Linked DNA regions of Mus musculus: regions 2 and 3 are each linked to region 1. The links are chromatin contacts, called in public Hi-C and promoter capture Hi-C maps. All regions are on one chromosome and are shown on one strand. Each heading gives the region's core, a stretch centred on a gene start, on an enhancer-like site or on the middle of the called end of the contact. The rest is flanking DNA. Distances are from core to core; before and after follow the strand shown. Region 1 holds the start of Laptm5 (lysosomal-associated protein transmembrane 5). Region 2 holds the start of Zc3h12a (zinc finger CCCH type containing 12A). Region 3 holds the start of E2f2 (E2F transcription factor 2).

Region 1 (4,744 bases), core at 1,332-3,831:
CTGGCTCCAGATGACGGCAGCATGAGTGACTGGTACATCTGGTGGTGGCTTCTCTTTTTTCTACCAGATGTTTGACGTCCTGTTGGCACACCTGGCACCCACCTGCTGTGCCAAAGGAAAGCCCCCCTCCAACCCCCAGCCCTTTTCCTGATGGAAGTGGAAAAGCGCCTCTGGCCAAGGAGGTAGGAAGATCATCTGTGTGTTCTAACCCAGTCCCTGGGATGGGTATCTGACTTTCAGGCTTCTCTGCTCTTTCTTATACCCCTACCCCGCGGCTCTACAACATTCCATGGCTCTGAATGACTCACATACCACGCAGTGGTTTTGCAGACTGCACAATCATGGCTCAAAGTCTAGGGACCTGGAACGGTGGCTAGGAGGTGACCTTCTTAACACAATGCAAAGAATGACCAAGCCCCAAATAACACTGGAGCACCAGAGGAAAGGCTCAAAGGCTCAACTTCACACAAAGTCACTTCCTCCCCCCACCAACTGTCTCAGTAGGGTCCGGAACCTGGCATACCTCGGGCACACCAGCTCCTCATCCACACTCCCCCTCCCACACTACAGTATCCCCACCTGTGACACTCACTCCAGGAAGCCTTCCCTGATCGCTTGACCCACAGTGTCCTGATCTTTATGGAAACGGGACATCACTCATGCACCCACAGCTGAGGTGCTTAGACCGCATGAATAAAAAGAAAACCCAATGGTTGCACGATGCAGCCTGCCAGGTTTATTTACTTTTTAATATGTTTATGCTCTTCTGAGATGCCAGCCAATCAGACAGGAAACATTTCTCTGCAAGACAGGAGCAGAGCCACCAGAGCAGATGGAGCAAGGGTTCCAGCGACCGCAAGCCCCTCCACCCCACTGAAGCCACTTAGTGACCCACCCCCACCTCCAGCATACTGCAAACGTCTAAGTTCAAAGATCCCATCCACAGCCCCTGGTCTCCACTTTAGATAGGGAAGCAAGCCCCAAGCCGGGTTTTCCCAGGAGCTCAAACAGCTGGCTCTGGCAGAGCTGGCATAAGGACCCTTGTCACGTCCTTCCCAGAATGGTGTGCTATCTCAGCAATGACAATCTGAAAGAATTGATGCCGAGACAGAGTGCCACCGCCCCTCTCAGCTCCTGTGCTGGCTGAGGCTGTACAGGACAGACTCTGAGTCTCCCCATCCCCCATGCCAGGCCCTAGAACAGTGGTTCTCAACCTATGGGTTGAGACCTTTTTGACAACTCTTTATCTAAAAATATATTTACATTATGATTCATAACAGTAGTAAAATTATGGTTATGAAGTAGCAATGAAAATAATGTTACGGTTGGGGAGGGTGGGGTCACCACAACGTGAGGGACCGTATTTAAGAGTCGCAACATTAGGAAGGTTGAGAACCCCTGCTTTCGGTGGACAGGTGGGTCAAGACACACTCATGGAAAGGCAGGGGACCATGTTGCACATGTCCCTCATGCTTTATAGATATCAACTTCACCCACACAGCCACCCAACACACAGCTCTTATCATCCTCATCTTCTGTTTTGATCTAAAGAAACAGGCTCAGAGAGGTTCAACAAGTCATGTGAGACTGCACAGCAAAGGCTGGGAATGGGGGAGGGGGGCAGGGAGGTGCACACAAGAGCTTCAGGACAGAACTGGTTTGTACCACTGCCTGGTGCCACACGGCCTGTGGCCGGAAGCAGATGTCACCAGGCTCTGCGCAGCAGCCTACGGATTTAGGTTGATTTTGAGGAAGCTCTTCCAGGCCCAGGAGAGCTGTTAGCCACAGGTTCTGTCTGAGTCACTGAAGCCAAGAAATGTTTGGGCCTCAGAGAGCTAAGTGTGGCCAGGGGCAGGGGGTGAGGGGTAAATCCCAGCAGAAGAGAACAGAGACTCCAACTTTAGGCCACTCCAAAGGGAGAGCCTTATCCCTGGTCACTAAGACTGGACCTGGGGTCACACTGTGACAATGACAGCCACTGTGACATGCTGGCTGCCCCCCACCACCCCCAAGCAGTTCCCCAGCCACAAAGCTTAAGCCATCCTTGAAGGGAGAAGGTGGCAGCTTGACTGAGCTGTGAGCTGAGAGGAAGCAGTCGCTGGTTCCCAGTAGAAGTCCAAAGGTAAACCCAGACCCCAGACTAGGAAAGGGCCCAGAAAGCCCTACACCCGGGCCTGTGTGGAGCTTGGCATCCTGGAACAATCCCAACCTGCACTCCTCCCCGTTGCCAGCCTGCCTTTCTCTTTGCACAGCCACAACCAAAAGGGCACTATTCTGTTCAACTCCACAGGGAACTACTAAGGCCCAGAGTAGCACAGGGCTTGTCCAGGGTCCCACAGACAAGTAATAGGTAGCAATCCCCCAGTTGGAAGGTCTCAGTGTGTCCTCACGCACACACACACACACACACACACACACACACACACACACACACCAAACACCCCAGACTCCCCAATACTCACTATGTGGTAAATGGCCAGGGCTATGGTGGCGACTCGGATGTTGAAACAACAGCATGTCTGTCTGACCGGCGCTGCACGGGAGGCCATGGTGCGCAGTCCCCTCTTCGGAGGCTCTGAGTAAGGAGTCTTGGGCCCACAGCAGAACAAAAAAGAGGAAGCCACAGGCTGCCTGCCTCACTTCCGCCTTGCCCTCAGACGGTAGGGGCCAGGTCTGTAAGTCTGGGTTGTAGCAGCTGCAGGGGAGGGAAGGGGGGGGGGGGTCACAGGGAGCCCGACTGAGGCATCTACCACTCCCAGGGGCTCCAATGCTTCACCAGGGCTGGGCTCCGCATTTATATGCACTCTGCTTCCTGGATGCTGAACACCGCCCTAGAAGCCCTTTTCTAGAAAAAGAATCCGATATGGAAATCTGTCCCTAATCAAACAGTAGTTCTAATGGAAGGATTCAAACTCAAATGTGTCTGGTTGTAAAAACAGTAGCTGTCAGTAAACTGCTCCTTCGAGATCCTGTGAAGCTTAGCTCCTTACCTGGGCTGTTCCAGGGAGGGACTGTTGGTTTGGTTTGGTTTGGTTTGGTTTGGTTTGGTCTGGTCTGATTTGGTTTGGTTTGCGGGGGGAGGGGGGGGGCAGGGTTTCTTTGTAGAGCCCTGGCTGTCCTGGAACTCACTCTGTAGAGCAGGCTGGCCTCAAACTTATAGAGATCTGCCTGCTTCTCCCTACCAAGTGTTGGGATTAAAGGCGAATACTGTCACTTCCCAGGAGGAGGTGCTATTCTTATCCCCATTGCACAGATGAAAAAACTGAGGCACAGGATGAAGCCATTTCTCCCTTGCAGTCACCAAGATAGTCTAAAAAGGAGTGGGAACTGGAACGGAGGCCAACTGCCTCTAGAGTAGTAATTCTCAACCTGTGGATCATAACCTGTCCAGGGGTCGGCCGACCCTTTCATGGGAGTCACATATCAGATATTCTGGATATCAGATATTTACATTACAACTCATAGCAGAAGTAAAATTACAGTTATGAGGTAGCAACAAAACATAATTTTATGGGTGGGGATCACCACAGCATGAGGAACTAACTGTGTTAAAGGACCACAGCACCAGGAAGGTTGAGAACCGCTGCCCTAGAGGCCCTCCCTGAAGCTGGGCTTCTCACACATCTCCATCTCCTCCTCACTCTGGGCTCTGAAGAATTGTCACATGGGAAGCCATAGGCATGAGTGTGTACCAGGCCCCTGTAATAGGCTCTTTCTCTTGTGGTCTGTAACCCCTGGAGGAGATCTGGGAGACCCCTGGCCGAACCCGCTTTGCAGGGTCCCTCGAGACAGAAACCTGGGATTGTGCGTTCTTCCCCACTCTCTAAGAAACGTTGGAATTAGTAAGTTTGAGACTCTTCCCTGACTTAAGACTCTTCCCTGATGTCTCAGGGGATAAATGACCCACGCTGCAATAAAGGAAGGGACAAGAAGCCCTTGCTCAGACCTGTGGGAAGCCCCAAGCAGGTGTCCTGTGACACTGTGGAGTTTGGATTGGACACCACAGCATTTTTTGCCCCAGGAGAGATTAGAAACGGCCCCCAGCATACTCATCTTGAAAAGAGTTGTCCTGTCAGGGCAACAAAATCAGGCAGGTTGAGCACTGGGGGGATAGCTTAATCGATAGAGTATTTGCCAAGCAAGCTTGAGGACCTGAGGTCCTGAGTTCAGGTTCCCAGCACACGTGTGCTGGCTTGGTAAGGTGGCCCATCTGCAATCCGGTAGGTGAACTCCGGGTTGAGTGAGAGAACCTGTCTCCAAAACTAATATGGAGAGCCATTGAGAAAGACACTCAGAGTCAACACCTGGCTTACACACACACACACACACACACACACACACACACACACACACAAGCTCCTGGCAGACCTGGTCATCCCTTCAATACTTCATTTGAAAGTCACTTTCTTCTTCAAAAGTCTTGCTGAGCCCTGACATAAAAGGACTCGTAGCCTGGGTTCGAATCCTGACAACTTCCAGCTGGGTAAGGAGAGCAGCAGAGGGACCAGGGTGGATGCCCTGGAGTAGAACTGAGCACTTCTGGGAAACCCCAAGGCCCCTGGGATCTGATGGCTGGAAAGGTGATGGACAGACACAAATCATGACAGACAGCCTGCGGTAATACTACCGTGGTCTGGAGAGCCAGGTGCAGAGCCGGTTCCGAGGAGAGGGATAAGGCATACCTACCCTGTGTGACATCAGTTTAAACAATCTGCAGACAGACAATTTTGCTTTTATAGTGATA
Region 2 (4,744 bases), core at 668-3,167, 5.8 Mb after region 1:
CCTCCCAGGGCTCCAAGCATGTACGTGGTATACAAAATTACGTGAAAGCCAGGCAGTGGTGGCTCACGCCTTTAATCCCAGAACTTGGGAGGCAGAGGCAGGTGGATTTCTGAGTTTGAGGCCAGCCTGGTCTACAGAGTGAGTTCCAGGACAGCCAGGGCTATACAGAGAAACCCTGTCTCGAAAAACAAACAAACAAACAAACAAACAAACAAACAAACAAACCTGCAAAAGATAACAGAGATGCAGCTTTAAAAATTATTGTTGGGAGCTGAAGAGAGAACTCAGTGTTTAAGATCACTGGCCACTCTTCCAGAGGATCCTGGTTTGATTTCCGACACCCATGTTGAAGCTCACAACCATCTGTAACTCCAGTTCCAGGGGTCCTAAGCCCCTTGTGGCCTCCTGGGGCACCAGGCATGCATACAAAATTCCCATGCACATCAATACGGTAATTAAAAACTAAATAAAGTCAATAAAAATTATTGTTATCTCTTTTTAGACTGAATGTATGTAGCTATGTTGGTGGTATCTTTTACTATAAAACCATTTTATTAAAACAGCCAATGTCCTTAGAAGACAACTGCATTTGCTTAGACAGGTGAGATATGACTGAAGTATTGACACACAGTAATTAATTCTTACTTTTGAGTGTTTTGGCTTCCTGAGCCTCAGTTTCCCTATATGCAAGCATGCTGGTGACATAATAGACTTTGTCTTCCTGTGTGCAGGTCCTGGGTTCCCTTTCTCCCTCTCCTGGGCACCTCTCTCTTCTCTAGCACACACACATGCATTCGTGCATGCATGCAGGCACACTGACAGCCAGGCTCCCTTCCCTCTGCCCTGAGTCACTAGTGTCCCCCAGAATGCTCATAGTGGTCCCTGGTGCTACAGAGTGGGAGCTCCTATTTTTTTTTTCCAAGACAGGGTTTCTCTGTGTAGCCCTGGCTGTCCTGGAACTCACTCTGTAGACCAGACTGGCCTTGAACTCAGAAATCCTCCTGCCTCTGCCTCCCAAGTGCTGGGATTAAAGGTGTGCGCCACCACACCCAGCTGGGACCTCCTATCTTGATCTACATGGCTGAGGCCCTTCAGCTTTTTCCTGCATTTCTCAGAGGTAAATGGAGCAAGCATGATAACTCACACCTATAACCTCAGCACACAGGATCCTGATGGATGGGGCCACTGGGCTGTTTGAGGCCGGCATGGGTTACATAGCTTGACCTTGTGTCAGAAAGAACAACAAAAGCCAAAGAAAACAGAAGGTCCCTGAGCACAAGGATCTGTCCAATATCTAAGCCCCAGGATGATAATGTACAGGGCTGTGCTCGACTGAGGGATCTTGACCTCTTGAGGATAAGGGACAAGATGAGTTTTTGCAGTCTGCTTGATAGCATTCTTCACGGACTCTCCCATGGCGATTGGTGTCAATGTCCCTCCTTTTCCTGGCATTTCCTCCACCACTATGCAACTTGTGGTGGTGGAGCCCTCCTGTCTTGGGAAGGTATTTACTTCAAGAAAAGTGTCCCTGGTCCTGAGTGTGACTCTATCGCTGAACAGGCTTCAGTTCACAACCTATGTGACTGAACTGGAGTGGCCGGATCTCTGCCGGCTGTGGCCTCAACTTGTGCAACTAGAAACCTGGACCAAGCCGGTGGACGTGTCAAGTTGTTGAAGTGAACCTGCGAGGCCGTTCTATTCCGGTTTTGCATGGTGCACGGAACCTGCTTCTGCAGAGCCGGCGTTAAGCAGTCGGGTGGTACAAGCCTGGAGCCGCCCAGACTTCGTGTGGCCAGGGGCGTGGCTAGAGATGCTGGGGCGGGACTTGTTCAGAAACGGGGCGGAGCCGGCTCCGACCTACCGTGGGGCGGGGCAGGAGGGAGGCGGAGCAGGAAGGGGCGGCGGCCCTGCCCGGCTTCCGCGTCATTGCCCTTAAAGCACCTGCCCGCCTGTCGCGGCTACGAAGGTGCCGTCAGAGCCCGAGACTCGGCTCCATGGACACCTTACAGACGACGTCCGGCGCTCAGCGGGGTGAGTGCTACCGGGTGGAACGGGTGCTGCGCTGCGTTGGGTCTGACTCCGGGAGGGTCGCGCGCGGGCAGTGTCTCCATCGCTGGGACCCCGCTGAGTTCACCCTGGTGCGTGGAACGGGGTGTCTTGGGGCACCCGGCGTTCTCCGGGCTCTAGCCAGGACCTCCTCGCGTCACCGGGCCCGGTAGCCAACCAGAGTCGCCCAGCAACTTTTCTCTCCGTGGGTCACCCCGGAAACTTGTCCTTCCCAGAATAGAACTCTGTCCCTGAGCCGAAGTATGAGACTCGGAGACGAAGGCGGTGGCCACAATGGGGAAGCCCCTGGGTCCCCTGCGCACTTCCAGCCCCAGTTTCCTTCTGAGAGCCCCGCCCCTGCCTCTTGGGTCCCTTGGGTTGGCATGGAACAGAACGGGGTTTGGGGGTGGAGTCAGACCAAGTTCAAATGTTTGTATCACAAACTTTGAGTTGATGATCTTGAGTAAACGCTTACTGCCTGTGCCTCGGTCTCCCTCTTGTAAAAATAACTAATGCTGAGAGCTCTTTGAGAGCACAGCGTGGGCTGACACGTGAGAATGGCTTTGAATAGCGTCTTCTCAGTTCGTGTTGCCCCATTCTGTGGAAGAGAGTCTGAAAGAGACCTATATTGGGCATTGCTTGCCCTTAACCCTGTGGTCTGGTCAATAGGAGCTGTGATGGACACATTCCAAGAATGTGAAATATGAGTGACCCTTGTGGAACGAAGCCTGTCCAAGAATCCAACCCCACCATGAGTCTGTGGAGTCTTGAGGACAGACACAGCAGCCAGGGTCGACCTCAGCCAGACCAGGATCCTGTGGCTAAAGAGGCCCCTACTTCCGAGCTGCAGATGAAGGTGGACTTTTTCCGTAAACTGGGGTACTCGTCCTCTGAGATCCACAGTGTCCTGCAGAAGCTGGGAGTCCAAGCAGACACCAACACGGTGCTAGGGGAATTGGTGAAGCATGGCTCAGCTACTGAACGAGAATGCCAGGCCCTGACGGCCCCCAGCCCCCAGCCCCCTCTGGTGCCCCGGGGTGGAAGCACCCCCAAGCCTTCCACTCTAGAACCCTCACTCCCAGAGGAGGACAGAGAGGGCAGCGACCTGAGACCTGTGGTCATCGACGGAAGCAATGTGGCCATGAGGTATGTGTGGAGACCTGTGGAATAGTGTCTGTAGCTCTTCCTTTGGGAAGGGGGCTTGGCTTTTCTCTTGGACTGGTGAAGGAACACAAAAGCTGTCTGTGAGATCCCACCATGTGCCAGAAGGAACCCCTTAAGCCTTAAAGACTTCCTCAGGGCTGTTTCTCCAATGCTATAAGAAGGAAAACAGCTCAAATCCTTGCCAAGAGTCACACTTCTTGATAAATGAGAAGCAAAGATTCAAACCCAGCCTTCTTTGCCTGGAGTGTACCTTGTGCCATGGTCTATCCTTGCCTACGGCATGAGGCAGGACAGTATAAGGGATTAACCCGTGGGCCAGTCACTTAGCCAGTTGGGCTTTTTCTTCTCCTGTCAAACTTTCCACTCAGGTGGCCCCTGTGGGGAGAAAATTCATAGAACGTGGAGAGTTACAAGTACTCAGTGGAGCCGGGCGTGGTGGCACACACCTTTAATCCCAGCACTTGGGAGGCAGAACAGGCAGATTTCTGAGTTCAAGGCCAGCCTGGTCTACAGAGTGAGTTCCAGGATAGCCAGGTTCTATACAGAGAAACCCTGTCTCAAAAAAGAAGAAGTACTCAGTGGACAGATGTTATTCCATGACTTGAGTCTTCTGGGATCTCCTTGTCCCCGACTCGAGCTCCCACTGAAGCAAGGCTCATTAGTTATTCAGAGCTTCCTAGCCCTAACCAGCTGTGACCTTTTGGTCAGATCTGGCATCTTCAGATGCGTGTGTACGGGTAGCCTGATGCTCTGGGCTCAGGTGTGCTGTAATGAGAATCTATACTCCCTGAAGCCGCTCAGGCTGGCCTGACCTCTGGGGGTTCCCAGATCTCCTGCCGCCTTTGCATATCTCTCAAGGAATGGGGTGGGGTGGAGGCAGAATGGGAGCCAGGCTGCCTCTGACCTTAAGGAGCCCTGATTTCTCCCTTCTATCCAGGCCGCACCCTCCAGCTCTGCTTTCTCCCAGCTCCCTGCACAGCGGGCTGGTGAGTCAGGACTGGGTGGATAAAGTACAAGGAAAAGATCCTGTTGGCAGGGACCAGGGGAGACCCCAGCAAAAGAACAGGAAGAGGAGAAGTCTCCTTTCTAGATCCCCTGAGGGCTCTCCCAAGAGGACTGCCCAACTTGTTATGATGTCAGCTTCTTCGCCACCTGGCTCCTGGTCCTACCTACTCCCAGCCCAGCTGGGTCAAGTGAGCTGTCCAGCTGGTCCTGGCCCTACTTAGCTGGTTCATGGAGGCAGCCCTTCTCTACCACCTTTGGGTCTGTTGTCACATCTTTAAAATGGGCCGATCCTGGGCTGGAAGGCTGAGAAATGCTGGCTTCTCTGCCAGAGGGCAGAAGGGTCAACTGGTTACCTTCCGAGTCTCGAGTTCTCTCTGAGGTCCTGAATTAGGAGGGGGGTCTGACTTCCCCTGAGAGTCCTAGGCTGGGTGTTAGGAGTCTTGTGGGCAGCCATGTGCTCTGGGTATTTGTTTCTGGGCAGGAGGAGGAGGGGCCTGGGTGGGAGGAGGGGCAGTAGTGGAGGGGTTCA
Region 3 (4,744 bases), core at 1,450-3,949, 5.3 Mb before region 1:
CAGCTCCAGGTCACACCCTTGTAAAATGAGTAAGCAGGGGGTTAGGCCTGCCCACGGGGCACTGGGGCCCCAGCATCTGGAGATGGACCAGAGATGGTCTCTGGGCCTGGCAGGCTTTTAGGGAGTCTGATGCAAGGATGACACCCCCCCCCACCCTCCCCACTTCTTGGCCTTGTGAGTTGGGCAATGTCTTCACTCGGCTCGGTTTCCTCACCTGTAGAGAGCCTCATCCCCTAACCAAGATAACTGGTGCAGAGTGCCAAGCTGTGTCTGGCATGCAAGAGCCACTCTGGCTAAGATCCCTGAGCCCGCCCTGGGAGGACAGAGCAGACAGGTGCAGAGTTGGTGGGGAAGTTCAAAACCCCAGCTGTTACTGACACTCTACATCCAAAAGCAGGTGGTCAAAGGCAAGATTAGCCCTCCAGAGTCCCCTTTCCCAGGGGCACCTAGCTCCTAGAATGAGCAGTTCAGGGGTAAAGCCCAGCCTCATAGAGAGCTGATTTGTGGGTCACTTCGCTGGATGAACTTTGACCCTCGATTTTCCGCTTCCACAACACAAAGCTTCTTCCTGTTCAGCTTACTTCACAAGCTAACACAAATGCATGCGGCTGGAAAATGCCCAAGAGCCGACACAGCAACAGAACACCACTCATCCTCAGTTTCTTGCCCTGTAAAATGGGCATGACAACACAGCCATGCCACTTCCTGCACTCCCAGGAAAGGGATCATGGGAGGTAAAACTAAAGCTTGACTCCAAAGGCAGAAAATGAGGCTGGCTCTGCCTAGAGCCAGAGAGGTGACCACTGAGCTCTGAGCCTGCCCCAGGGGTGGAGAAAGAAAAGACAGAGCCACAGGTCGGACAAAATACCCTGGGGACACAGGGTGGTCTTATCCCTGTCCCTAGACTTACCATACCCTACAAATACCATCTCCCCTCCTTGACACCTGCTTCCAAACCTGGAACTAACAGAGGAGACAAGCCAAGGAAGATATATTTTCTAGAAGAGGAAAGGTGGGGCTGGCGAGATGGCTCAGTGGGTAGAGGAGTTTGCCACCAAGCTGAACAGCTTGAGTTTGATCCCCAGGACCCACTCTGAAAAAGAAAACCAACTCTGAAAAGTTGTGCTCTGACCTCCAAACACAGTGTGGCACAAACGGTCCCATCCCCCACATAAATGTAATTTTAAAACTTTTTTTTTTTAAGAAGAGGAAACAGAGGCCCTGACATCCAAATATACACAGTGAAGACCAGAGCTGAAACCAGCCACCCCAACCCTCCCTCTAACTCCCTCAGGCCCTTTCTCATCCATTCCCACAAACCCTGTACTACAGCCCAAACGCCACCACACCAGGCCTTCCCTGACAACACATCTCTCACTCGCGAGGTCACAGTCCATCTGAACAGGAAACCCAAGAGACGGACTACATTTGCATTGCTACTGGCTATTTCGGACGATGAGCAGGCTGTGGGGAGGACCTGAGGACAACACTTGAGAAGGAGCTGGCTAGACAACTCTGGTCCAGATACCAGGCTGGACCAGAGACCTGGGAGACCTATGCGGATTTAAAGTCACCAGGAAATCCCACAGGCCAAGCCCCTGGCCTGAAAAAGCAGGTGTTGGTTCTGGCGTAAACAATGAAAGAATGAATGAACTTAAGCATCGTCGATGCCTTGGAAGCTTCCTCAAGGTCACGCAGGCGCTAGGGGCACTGGGCTAGGTCTCCAGGCTCCCCTGACCAGTGCTCATTGCAGTCCGCGACAGCAGGCGAGATTACTTCACGGAGTCGGAAAATGAAAGGGTTCTCTCTACTGCCAGTCCCGCTTCCCCACCTCAACCAGCTGTAATCAAGCCGTAGGGCGTCCCAAGCACCCTCTCTCCTTTTTCCCCACCCAGACACGTATACGGGAAGTACAGGGGGTCCCCCAGCATTACCGGCAGCCGGCCTGCGGGTGCACATCGCACAATTTGGCCCTCGGGTCCGTGGGGAGTGGCGTCGAGGCAGGTGCCCAGCGCCACAGAGGAAGGCACCGTCTGCGTGTAAAGCGAAGTGTAGTAGGTGGTGGCGGTGGTGGCCGGGCAGAGCTGGGGGCTGCTCAGACCCGAAGGCCACAGCTCGGTGGGGTTCAGCGCCGGCAAGCTCTTTGTAGGTTGCGCCGTGGCCGGAGCCAGGGTCCGCGGCGCGCGCAGCATGGCGAGTGCGGCGCCCCCTACCCACTCGGGTCTGGCGCGCGCGCGCGGGGCACCTGCGGGCTTTGCAGCCGGCTGCACCGCGGACGCCGGGAGCAGCCGCCAATGGACGCCCGCCGGGCAAGGCCGGACCCTCCCCTCCTGGCCCGCCGCCCAGCGCTGCCGAGCTCGGAGATCGCCACTCGGAGATCGCGTGGCACAGGTGGCACTGCCAGGAGTTGGCCCGGTCCGGCTCGTGCCCCGAATATCTGGGCGTCCGGAGTCGCGCCCGTGCGTGAAAGCGTCCCGGAATGCCCACGGACCCCGCGGACACTCGTGTGCTCTGACCCGCGAAGGGTGTCCTGTGCGCCCTGCTGAGCTCTGCGTTCACCCCTCTAGTTCCCGTCCCTTGCTTGGACTCCTTTTTCTTTTCTTTCTTCTTTTTTCTTTCTTTTTCTTTTTTTTTTCTTTTTTTTTTTTTTTAGCGCCAAACTATATGCCGCCAAATTCGGATCTCCCGCGGAAAATGCCGCGCCTCGATTGGCTGCTACAATATATATAGGCTCCTCCCACCCACCCACCCCCGGAAAGGCTTAGTCTAAGAAACAGCGATTACGACAGGAGCTTAGTGGCTTAAAGGGGCCGCGACATCTGCTGACTTCAGCGTCCTCTTGTAACAGTAGGCGAAACTGAGGCAGGAGGTGCATCTGGAACACCCAGCATAAGGACCAACAGTACAGCGAAGAGCGCTGAGGAGCGGACCTCTTTTCCTTGGGGGTGGGGCCAAACATTGAAAGAGAGTCAGAGTCGGGACCTGAGTCTTGACCCTCAAGTGCATTTCCCTGGCCACAAAACCTTTTGTTTTCGCTTTGTTGCTTAGTTAGGTTAAATCATTTATTAATATATTAATTAATATAACCAATATGTCCTCTTTCTCTTCAAATGAAACCCAGGAACCTGTTCCTCCAGGCTTTAATTGGCAGAGGGGCAGGGAAGGGTGGCGCCTCCCTTTTATGTTTTTCTTCAGGAAAAAAACTAACCTCTATTGAGCGCCTACTGTACGCCCGTACAGTACACTAAGATTAGACCATTATATATGTTATGTTGTTTAATTTATCCCATCAATCCGGAGAAGTGGGATGGGTAAGACCAGGGAGTCGGAGGGGCGGGATATTGTGCCTCGGGTCATTCACAGATTCGCTGATCTGAGAATTGGCAGTCAAATGTAGGACAGTCCAGGTCGGGAGTCTTTGTTCTAGTAAAGAGCTCCTTTCCACTCTCCCAAACTCTGCCCCGCCCTTGACAGGCACAGCGTGGGTGAGGGTCCAGAGTTTGTCAGGTCATTTTCCCCAACAGGACCCAGCACTCTTCCTTCCTGAATCAAACACCTCCAGGTTTCTTCTACACAAATTTTTGTTTGTTTGTTTTTGTTTTTGTTTTTGTTTTTGTGAGACAGGGTTTCTCGGTGTAGCCCTGGCTGTCCTGGAACTCACTTTGTAGACCAGGCTGGCCTCAAACTCAGAAATCCACCTGCCTCTGCCTTCCAAGCACTGGGGTTAAAGGCGTGCGCCACCATTGACCGGCCTAAACAATTATTTTACCACAACAGGAGGGGGGGTGGGCTGAGTCCCCGTGTTAAGACCTGATCAGATCATCACAAACCAGGTAGCCCAGGCTTTCTCTTCGACATTCTTAATTCACATCCAGTCCCCTAACCCTTTTGTGAAAGCTGTTTGACAAGATTTCTTCTCCATTCTCTGGGTCTTTTTTTTTTTTCTCTCTCTCTCTCATTCCTTATGTCGGAGTCACAGAGAAATCTCATGGCACAGTATATGCAAAGCCTTCGGCACAGAGCTTGGTCCATGAGAATCGACAGCTGTTGCTATATCAGACTTGATCTGGAATACACAGGCCTCTTTAGTCTACAGTAGACCACCAAGAGGTGGTGACACATGACTTTAATGCCAGCATGTGAGAGGCAGAGGCAGGTAGATTTCTGAGTTCAAAGACAGCCTGGTCTACTGAGTGAGTTCCAGGACAGCCAGGGTTATACTGTCTTGAAAAACCAATAAACAAATAAACAAACAAACAAAAAATAGTCTGCTATTTCACTGGTCCCTTAAGTCCCAGCTTAAACTTCTCCTCCTCCCGGAAGCCTTCCCTGCCTGTTTGCCCTCTCTCACCCTGAAGGCCTTTACTCTTTGAACGTTTATTGTGGTTTGCCTCAAGCAAGACTTGGCTTTCTTGCCTTGTAAATCATTGCTTTCTATCTAAGTTTTTTTCAATGCTCTCAGTCAAGTCTCTCTCTGAATGAGGCCTGGCTTGGCATGCAGAAGGTGGATAATAAGTGTTACGACTTGCTTGTGTGTCCGGCAAAGAGAGGCAATAGTGAGTGAGATTTGAAATCAGAAAGTCTAGGGATCCCTCACAAAGTCCTGCCCACTACGTCCTAGCTGAACAGCCCTGGGCAGGTCAGCTGTGGGGCCACCTCTCGGAACCTCCATTCCCTCAACCACCCAATACAGAGAAAGCTGCTACTCGGCCTGGGGCCAAGATCTTCCCTCTCGTTCACAGGA

What was found. Promoter capture Hi-C pulls out the DNA fragments that hold promoters and counts their contacts. Hi-C and Micro-C count contacts between places; a contact is called where the count stands out from the background.
Region 2: a Hi-C map of CD8 T cells shows a contact between it and region 1, with 5 times the contacts expected there. The contact joins the promoter of Zc3h12a here to the promoter of Laptm5 in region 1. A contact is called at or near these places in 1 of 39 promoter capture datasets (pre-B cells) and 2 of 484 Hi-C or Micro-C datasets (CD4 T cells and CD8 T cells).
Region 3: a contact with region 1 is called in a promoter capture Hi-C map of pre-B cells, with 4 times the contacts expected there. The contact joins the promoter of E2f2 here to the promoter of Laptm5 in region 1.

What each region holds. Positions count from the first base shown.
Region 1 is chr4:130,911,153-130,915,896 of GRCm38.p6, reverse strand. It overlaps Laptm5 (lysosomal-associated protein transmembrane 5), which reads right to left and starts at 2,581. Exons shown (of 8, transcript NM_010686.4): 1 at 2,463-2,581. The coding sequence starts at 2,549. Gm38599 (a long non-coding RNA gene) reads left to right here and starts at 2,005. Exons shown (of 5, transcript XR_001784452.2): 1 at 2,005-2,122.
Region 2 is chr4:125,125,054-125,129,797 of GRCm38.p6, reverse strand. Zc3h12a (zinc finger CCCH type containing 12A) reads left to right here and starts at 1,917. Exons shown (of 6, transcript NM_153159.2): 1 at 1,917-2,031; 2 at 2,716-3,192. The coding sequence starts at 2,750.
Region 3 is chr4:136,170,229-136,174,972 of GRCm38.p6, reverse strand. E2f2 (E2F transcription factor 2) reads right to left here and starts at 2,699. Exons shown (of 7, transcript NM_177733.7): 1 at 1,935-2,699. The coding sequence starts at 2,192.